Regions from separate parts of the Arabidopsis thaliana genome. Here region 2 is linked to region 1. The links are chromatin contacts, called in public targeted proximity ligation maps. All regions are on one chromosome and are shown on one strand. The core of a region is the stretch at or near the end of the contact, and the rest is flanking DNA. Distances in the headings are between cores, read along the strand shown.

Region 1 (4,701 bases), core at 1,100-3,599:
TTCTCTCCCTTCTTCCGCTGCTCATCGCGTTAGCCATTGTTTTAACAGCTGCGACAGTTCGCGCTGCGCTCGTGTTAGCTCTCTCTTTGTTCCTCCCTTGTATAATCGCTGACGCTATTCCTTCAAAAGCCACTTGCTCCCCTGTTTTCCCCATTAGCTCATCTATCGCCATAAGCGAAGATATCTTTGACTCTAGTTCCTCACCCGAACCCGCCATTCTATGAAATAGCTCGAATCCAGTGGCTGGTCCGGCTTCTGGTAGTACCTGTAATAAAGATTTCAGATTCCTGTTGTTGTAGGATTCTTTTGATTATGTAAATATTAATTCAGGCCTTACCACAATCTGTTTGGAGATTTGCATAACAAGCTTAGGAGTGTCTTTCCTCATGACCACCGTGTCGAAAGGGTTCATAGAGACTAAGTAACCACCGTCTCGTGTCTGAACAACGCAACCAATGCCTTTACCGAGATCCGAGAGGTAATTCTCCGATTCATCGTCTACGGATTCGCCAGACCGCAGTTCAGAGATGTCCATTTTGTGCTGATAAAATTTCAGCTTCTCGGTTTCTTCATCCTCAAGTAACTGAAGAAACTCCTTTGTCACAGTTTGTTCCTCTTCATCTAGCCTTTGTGACTCTGTTTCACCATCACCTCCATCACTCTCGTCTTTCATCATCGATTCAAGCGCTTTGATCTGCTTTGCAATTGAATCAAGCTCGGTGAGTCTCATTATGTGCCGTGGATCATCAACATTAACATGTTGTTCCTTCATCTCAACAGATCTTTCACCTATGGTTCCATCAGATTTCTCAGTTTCCAAGTCATCATCAAACTCAACTCCTTTATCCACAACTTCAAAATCTGGTTCCTCTTGATCATCTTCAGCTCTCTGTTCCGGTTTGTCGTTTTTCTGAACCGGTTTCTCCTCGGGTTTCTCCTCAGGTTCATCCAGATTCAAATGCTCCATCCCGTGAAAATCCGAAACTGACTCCACACCACTCGCTGGCGTCCACGCCTCGCTCCGGCTCGTCATTTTAGGGCTCGGAACACTAAACGACGTCTTCGATTGCTTTCGACCGAAGGAATTAGCGAAATTCTTAGGTTTACTACTCGGTTTCATCCCGAATTCGCCTTGTTTACTGTAAATCCCAGCTCCACCGTCTTTCTCCATAATCTGAAACCCTAATTTCAAAGCCAATTCACCCCCTTTAGCCTTCCCTGAAAGTCCCCAATTCATATCCCATTGCCTAACCCTAGCTCCTTCGTAATTCATCTTCTCTACCGACTCCTGAATCAACTCACTCAAATCCACCACATGCCTTCCAAACTCCAGTTCCTTGGCATCCACGGCGAAAAGATAAAACAAAAACGGACGAGCCTCAAACTTCGCTGGACTACCTTTACCGTTCGCCGGTGAGTAATACACATGGCACTTGATAAACAAGGTCTCCTCAAAATCAGCAGAACCCTGAGAAACCCTACACGGCATCGTCTGAACAGCACCGTCTTTAGTTTCCTTCTTCCTCACGCAAACTCCAAGGCGTAAACCATTCATCGACGCTGGAAGATTCTGCGCCGCCACAACCTCCACTGATAACAAACAGCTTAGCTTCTGCATACCAATCCGAACCAGCCCTCGAATCGGCTTCCAATTCCAAATCCCTTTCTTCTCTTCCTTCACACCCGAACCCGATGACGACTCCTCTGGTTTCTTGACAATCCTGTTGCTCTGAGTAACATTCTCTTCCTCCTCTACCTCAAGTTTCGGTCTCGACCGCCACGGAGACAGCGATAAACGCCGAGCCCGCGGCTTCGATACTGTCAAATCCTCAGCTCGTGCTGTACTCACTTCATCAGCAGAGGTAACAAGCGACGGAACAGAACTCCGAGGGAGAGCGAGAGAGTTTGTTCTCCTGTTTCCAACTGAAACCTGAGGTTTCTGGTAAAGGTTTTCACTTAGAGCTTCAAGTTCCGCGAGAAGCTGTGTGTTAGAACTCCGGCTACCGGAATATTCTCCTGCCATGTAGAAGAAGAAGAAGAAGAAGCTCTTCTGTGTTTTTTTTGGTCCCCAGAAGAAGGGATAAGGAAGCTGAGGGTTTATTTGGGGTTTGTGTGGTTATTATTATCGATAGGTTTCATTGTTTTGTCTGTCCAAAATTGAGAAAATTTATTAGTTGGTGAAGCGATTGGATCAGGATTTAGAATGTCGTGGCCTTCTCTCAACTCTGAAAGAGACACCAACCTTTATGGTCCCAACTAATTTATTGTCACGGTATGGTTTCGTTCAACGTTTTAGAATCGTTAGTTCTCTAACCTTGTGTTTGTGGTTGTTAGAGTTTTGTGAAATATAAATACTATATACTATACTATAATAAATGTCTAAGAAAAAAATTAAATTTTTCTCTGTAATCAGTTCAAAAATAATTGTATATGTCTCTGTAACTACAGTTTCAGTCTAATGGATTTACCGAATTGAAGCTTCTTTCTCTATCGAAACCTCGTGATCGTGTTGATCCCGATGTATCGTTCATTGAACCATCGATCTTTCTCTTCTTGCTTTCGTGCTTGGACTCTTCTTTCTCATCCATGAGAGACAAGAATCTTTGCAAACGAGTGGAGCGCATGGAGGAAGAGTCATGATTCTGCTGTTGATCTCTTGCAATGGCATCATCGGTTGGCTTTTTATAGAGCTGACGGATGATCTGAACAAAGTATAGGAAGAGAGCGAGGAGGCACGCGACGCCGCATATGAGAAATAGTCCCCAAAAGCTTTTTAGATGAAGCCTGTCTGATTCGAGCTCCGCGTTCTCTAGAGTGCATGCGTTCTTCATTAGCCATTTGTCGTGGATCCTTTGCAAATCTCCGTTCTCTGCTAGCTCTAAGATCGCTGTTGATAGATCTATTGCTAGAGGAGAGTCTCTAGGAAAGGCCTACGTAAAACCATTTATACATAAGTAACAGAATCTAACCAAACCAAATGGTGACAATATCTTTATACTTACAAATCCCCAGCCACTTTTGGTGAACTCTTGACCAACGATTCTATAAGCGCAGTTGCTGGAGAGGAAGAGTTCGACATAAGGACGTTCGTCAACAATCGCGGCAACGCCTCCTTTGCTTGGTCCATCTTTTAATGCCTTAGCATAGGCTTCAGGTGTTCCAAGTGGGACTAGGCGTGACTCTGATATGTTGAGTTCGTTCCTCAAATAACTCTCTGCAAATGAACCAACCTGGTACCCTATTGGATCATCTCTTTCTCTAAGGCTTTCAATTCCCTTGATGGGTGAAGAGAGCTGCTGAACCGTCAATATCGATGTCAGACTAGCCGTGTAGCTCGAGTTGATGATTAGTACAACGAATAGCCATATGATCAGAACCAACCGTCCAAGTGTACTAACTGTGTTCTCTCCTGTCAAAACCAAGGGAAAGAGTCATATCAGTCAAAAGCCAAACAATAACCAGTGGCACAGTAAGTTTTCTTTCGACATACTATGCGCGAAAAACATGGTCGAGAAGCTAAACCTGCAGATATCAAACAAACAATAAATGGATCAGCCAAAAGATAACAAGCAGTTGTCTCTAAGCTACTTCTCTGAAATATATAGTAAACTGACCAGAGAATTGTGACACATTGTCTCTTAGGTGGGCCTCTGAATTCATCGTTAGTCCTATGTTCCAAGATCCAAACAACAATGCCAACAAAGAGAAAGCAACAACCCGTGACAGCCCACATAAGACGGTTGAAAGGTCGAAGAAAAGCCCAGGCTCCTGAATTCAGTTTTTTAAAAGGTGCAACTACAACTAGTCCTGATGCTGCATATGGTTGTGTGAAATCTACAATCTTTGTCCGGTTTGTTACAATGGCAACATCACCTACTACCCCATCAAAATTCTGCAGTAAATCCATTTTTACAGTAAGTAGAAATGGTAAAAGTAACTTCTATGAAAAAGAATGTAATAAGCACTCACACCAGTTGTTATCATCTCAACCATATGCGTGTAGCTCGGATTCTCCTTTCCATTTCCATAAGGAATAAACTTGACAGGAACTGCGTACGGTAAAAGATTCACTGCAGCCGTGAAGACATCAATGCAAAACCCTTTGAACATGTTCTCGGTTCCGCGAATTTGTGATACAAACTCCTTGTAACTAACGCGAAGAGGCACGCCAATCTTGAGTTCTTTCCCATTGTTAGAGAAAACCCATCCGCGAGGTTTCGTAAACGTTTCTCCCGGCCAAATGACATGCTTTAGTTTCGGACTTGTTGACATATTTGGTTTCTCCTTTGTGTAGAGTAACTCAGGTAATACAGTTGATAAACCAGAATGATTTGACCAGTAGCCTATTTGACGAACACCGGTTCCCGCCACATTGATAATATCGTAAGCTGGACGGGTCCGAGACCTGTCTGGAGTGAACTGAAGCTGTCCCGTTAAACCAACCATACGCGTTCCGAGGATATCTTTAAGCAGTGCTTCTCCACCATCAAAGACAGTCATAGCCTCTAAGTTGAGATTTCCGCTTTTTCCCAACGTATTGAGCATTGAGTGATTCGAAAACGATATATTCCCACCGTCTTTAAAGAACTTATCTAAACCCCGGGCTAACAACATAACAGAATCATAAGCATAGAGTCCATATGTATTAAGAGCCAAAGAAGCACCAGACATCTTACGCCACCTCTTGAAAAACTCCCGTTT
Region 2 (4,701 bases), core at 696-3,195, 150 kb before region 1:
AACCATAGTGAGGGACGAGTCAATGGTGGTAGAGACATCAGAGCACCTGAAGTCAACAGAGACAAGAGGCGCATCGCAAACGTCTAAAATGCCTTTCATCGGTCCATTAGCGGCTTTTCTAAAGGCCTCGTTCACATCCTCTGCTGTCAAACCTTTCTTCTCAACGTTTATAACAAGGTCAACCACTGAGACGTTTGGTGTTGGCACACGGAGTGCAATGCCGTTAAGTTTACCCTTCAGCTGCGGCAACACTAATGACACCGCCTTGGCTGCTCCTGTGCTGGTAGGCACTATGTTCAGTGCTGCGGCTCTTGCACGCCTTAGGTCCCTGTGTGATGCATCTAGAAGCCTCTGAAACAATTCATTTCAAACATATTTATTTTTTTGACAATACAAGCAAGCTCTTCCGTTAGGTTTCTACATGGATAGATAGACAAAAAGATGGAATCTTACTTGGTCTCCGGTGTAGGAGTGTGTGGTTGTCATTGTCCCCTTGACAATTCCTGTGATTCAGTTCATGTATGAGCTATAAAAAAAACATTTTGAAACATGTAGTGAAGCAGAGAAAATAAAATGTACCAAATTCTTCATCCAAGACTTTAGCAAAAGGTGCCAAACAGTTGGTGGTGCAAGATGCATTGCTGCAAAGAAAGACCAAAACTGAAGCATGAATACTCAAACTCGTTCATGCTTTAATGAGATCAAAGGTTTAACTTTAAACGGACCTAATAATGTTAGCGACATCGTGACCATAGTCTTGCTCATTGACTCCCATAACATAGGTAGGGATATCAGCACCTTTGGCTGGTGCAGTGATGATAACTTTCGAGGCTCCGGCTTGGATATGCTTCCCTGCTCCTGGCCCATCAACAAACACTCCTGTTCCCTGATGATCATAACCATATACAGTTTTCGATTAACTAAGTTCCGTAGCGCGATTTGCCATCATAATAAGCAGTTTTCGGTAGAAATTTCACCTCGATAACAATGTCAATGCCGAGCTCAGCCCATGGAAGCTTAAGAGGGTCTCTGTTGGAGACAACTTTGATGAGCTTACCATCAACACTAATAGTTTCATTGTCCACAATTTTCACTTCAGCCTTGAAGGTTCCAAGCATGGAGTCATACTTAAGCAAGTGGGATGCCTGCAAATTTCATCAAATGTCAAAAATGTGTTCCACAAGAAGAGTTCACAAAGTTTATTACATACTTACATTCTTGACACCACCACTGTCGTTAAGTACAACAACTTCGAGAGGAGAGTCTTTACGACCATGCCAACACCTAAGAAAGTTCCTACCAATCCTTCCAAAACCGTTAATCGCAACTTTCAGTTTCGCCACTGTCTCTCCTCTAACAGGAGTTGATGTTGTCACAGCCTAATATTTCACAAACTCATCACATATTCACAAATCATGATAACAATACAGTTACTGATTCAATCAATAAATAAGTTACCTTAGGGATGATTTGTGCAGCTACAGCATCGAAGAAAGATGCTTCCCCACCGATACTACTCATACGCAGACCGGAGAATTCAGCGACTTCTAGCCTCTGTGCAAGTAAGTAACAAGAGAAACCAATAAAACAAACTGTACCACACACATAAACAGAGGGTATGTAGTAGTCAGATGGAGTTCATACCTTGGAGGAGCATTGAGCAGGGAAAGAGTGAATGGCACTCTTAGACTGCAGTCGCTGTGTGACCGGGATTCTTGAGACGGCGAGAGCTGCATGTGTGGCCATAGCTGCAAGTGATCACAAGAAGGAAAAATCTAGGAATGCTAGTGATCAGTTTTGAGCGTTAGAATATATACATACATACACACATCCTTTGGTTTTGATCAAAACCAACCAATGGTTCAAAGTGAAGCAAAGTAATATGTGGCTATTATGTAGGTAAGATACATATGGGGATAAGATTCTGTGAGCCAGTGATCACAAGTTTCTCAAGAGACTCATTTTTTTAATCCTTCTTTTCATGTCATATAGTTTTCATCAGGATATTATATAGTCTTCATAACGTCTGGTTTCGCATATAACTGTGATATATCCTTCAACACCGCGATTTCGAGAAAAAAAGAAGAAGGAAGAAAGCAGTCATTTGAAGATAGTAGACGAAAAGTTGTACAACATTACACAGAAAGGAAAACAATTATTGGGATCATAGTAAGTAATCTCCCATGATTCAATTTCAAATCCTAAAAACAGATGATTTCAGGCTGTAGCCTCGATTTCATCGGTGCTTAGAGCTGCACCATTCGGAGTATCTTCTGATTTGAGCTGAGAGGAGACATCGTCGATAGCAGAGTTAAGCTGAGCAATTTTCTCAGCTAGTACCTTACGTGTTTTCTGCATTAACAGTAGACAACATTGTTCATAAGTAAATTCAACAAAAAGTGAGATAAAATATGAATCAAGAGGCTTAGCAATAACTTACCTCCAAAGCTTTTTCCTCGTCATATATGAATTTAGGCAACTTCCTCATGAGATCCTTTCGGTCTGCTCCAGCTATAGCCTTGCTGATCTGATACAATTCACAAAAGTAACATCACACATTGATGAGTCAAAGTGAAACAGAGAAGGTTACAGAGCTCCTCGAGTCCACTCAAGAACTTCTTGATTGAAACGAATACAAGCTCTAAGAGTGATCAAACTAAACCATGTAACAGATTACTACCTGTGGTGCATATACACATCCGAGGGCACCGACTATAAGTCCGCCCAAAATAAACCCTCCGACGAATAGGCCTGTGCTGCCTGAACCATCATCATCTCTGCAAGTTTTGATGCTATTAGACATTGCAAACTGTCTCTGTAAACATAAGTTGCCAATAGAAAACTAAAGTATACTAAAAAATGTTACGATGCTCACAAAACATTAAGGAGTAACAAGAACCACAGTTTTCGACATCTCAAACAATAATTTGTATAAGATAAAGTTATATACCTGTATGCAGATTGAATGGTTAGGATCCTTTTGGTTCTAGGAGCAGAAATATGAAGTTTGTTGGAGTGATTCAGTCCAAATGAAACACTGACACAACGAGCATTTGGATTCAGAGAAAAACCTAGAAGGTAACAAGAACAAACAACAATCAGTGACTTATACATAACAAGTTGAACAGTTTTCTAACAAAACAGCTTCAAGCTCTAATTTTGCATTGTTTTGACAAATCAGCACAAGTAAAAAGAAAGGACCCAACAACATAAAGGAATCAAGATCGTCCAATACACAATTAAATTGGGTTTTGTGAGATGCTAAATTAGAAATCGTAACATGACTGTACGAATCTCATGAGCTCGAAAATGGAGGATATTGAAAATCTATAAAGCACGAAGATTGGAGAGATTGAAGAAGTTATTACCAGATGAAGGATGGAGTTGGTGAGAATTCTTGGGGAGAGAGAGAGAGGTAGAAGAAAGAGACGCCATGGATGGAAGAAACTGTGTCTGAGAGAGATCCTGAGATAGAGCAGTTGGAGCAAGTTCGATGATATCTAAGCAAAGCTTCTTCGATTCAGTGGTAATTATTTATTTAAATATTTATTACAAATATTACATCAAAAAAAAAAAAATGTAATAAATATTGGGAGAAATGAAAATGGATCAATTTGGTCATCTAATCCGGTTATGGAGATAATGACATTATTATACATGATCCGATCCGGCATATGTCTAAAGAAAACTAAAATATCCGAAATAACATTAAGATAACTTTATCTTATACAAATTATAGAGATAACTATTGGAGATAGTTTAAAGATCGATTCGTTCTGAAGAGTAAAATATCTTGGAAAACCTGATTTGGGTCTAAATATCATATTAGTTTGTTTTTGAAACTAAAATATTTAGAAAAACTTATTTGTCCAATGACAAATATAGAAAAATTGTTTGATGGGTTTTAAATAAGTATCTTCAAAATTTTACAACCAAATAAAAAATATAGCAATACATAACATCGAAATAAAGTTTTAGGTCACTATAAAACAACAACGAAAAAAAATTCAACACAATTCTTAAGGATGTATCTTACGCTCACTCATATTTTGGAAACGTTTTATCACTGTCTTGTTTGTTATAGATTCAAAAACTTGTTTTTCGACATAACACGCAAAACAATCTTTAATGTATAACTAGGGCGAAACCCGCAAAACAAAATTTCTAAACCGATTGAATATAATAAATCTTTTTCCAAATAACTTTATCAACCCATCAATTTACTCATTATCAACACATATCATCATCATCATCATTACCCTCTCATAATATCATAATACCACCACCATCATCATCAGATCAACATACCAAAGTCCTGATAGCTATCATCATGATAACATTATCATAAACTCGTAATTTTCCCGACAAAAAATATAAACTCTTAATTTTTTCGCCAAAAACGTAAACCCGTAAATTTTCACCAAAAAAGTAAACCCGTAATTTTCCCGCCAAAAACGTAAATCCGTAATTTTCCGCCAAAAACGTAAATCCGTAATTTCCGCCAAAAACATAAACCCTTAATTTTCCTACCCAAAACGTAAATCCGTTAACCAGTCATTAAGCTTCCGCAAACGCACTAATTTTTAACCGCTAAACCAGTCGTTCAAAATGTTTTATAACGCTTAAAATCGCAACCGTCCGATTCCGTAAAGGAACCCCGATAACACGAACCCAAAAAGTGATGTAAAACGGATATCTTGG

The links.
Region 2: a targeted proximity ligation map of shoot shows a contact between it and region 1, with 20 read pairs. A contact is called at or near these places in 2 of 26 Hi-C or Micro-C datasets (both in seedling), 1 of 2 datasets of targeted methods (shoot) and 2 of 3 other capture datasets (root and shoot).

Annotation. Positions count from the first base shown.
Region 1 is chr1:15,974,453-15,979,153 of TAIR10.1, reverse strand. PMI1 (plastid movement impaired1) reads right to left here and starts at 2,349. Exons shown (of 2, transcript NM_103439.7): 1 at 338-2,349; 2 at 1-265. The coding sequence starts at 2,023. GLR3.3 (glutamate receptor 3.3) reads right to left here. Exons shown (of 7, transcript NM_103438.3): 3 at 3,970-4,701; 4 at 3,615-3,892; 5 at 3,491-3,522; 6 at 3,003-3,409; 7 at 2,341-2,930. The coding sequence ends at 2,451.
Region 2 is chr1:16,124,597-16,129,297 of TAIR10.1, reverse strand. GAPB (glyceraldehyde-3-phosphate dehydrogenase B subunit) reads right to left here and starts at 1,945. Exons shown (of 9, transcript NM_103456.4): 1 at 1,645-1,945; 2 at 1,459-1,554; 3 at 1,215-1,379; 4 at 978-1,145; 5 at 726-886; 6 at 580-641; 7 at 454-503; 8 at 1-351. The coding sequence starts at 1,746. AT1G42960 (inner membrane localized protein) reads right to left here and starts at 3,555. Exons shown (of 5, transcript NM_103455.6): 1 at 3,369-3,555; 2 at 2,951-3,071; 3 at 2,681-2,777; 4 at 2,441-2,527; 5 at 2,000-2,352. The coding sequence starts at 3,435. The coding sequence ends at 2,218.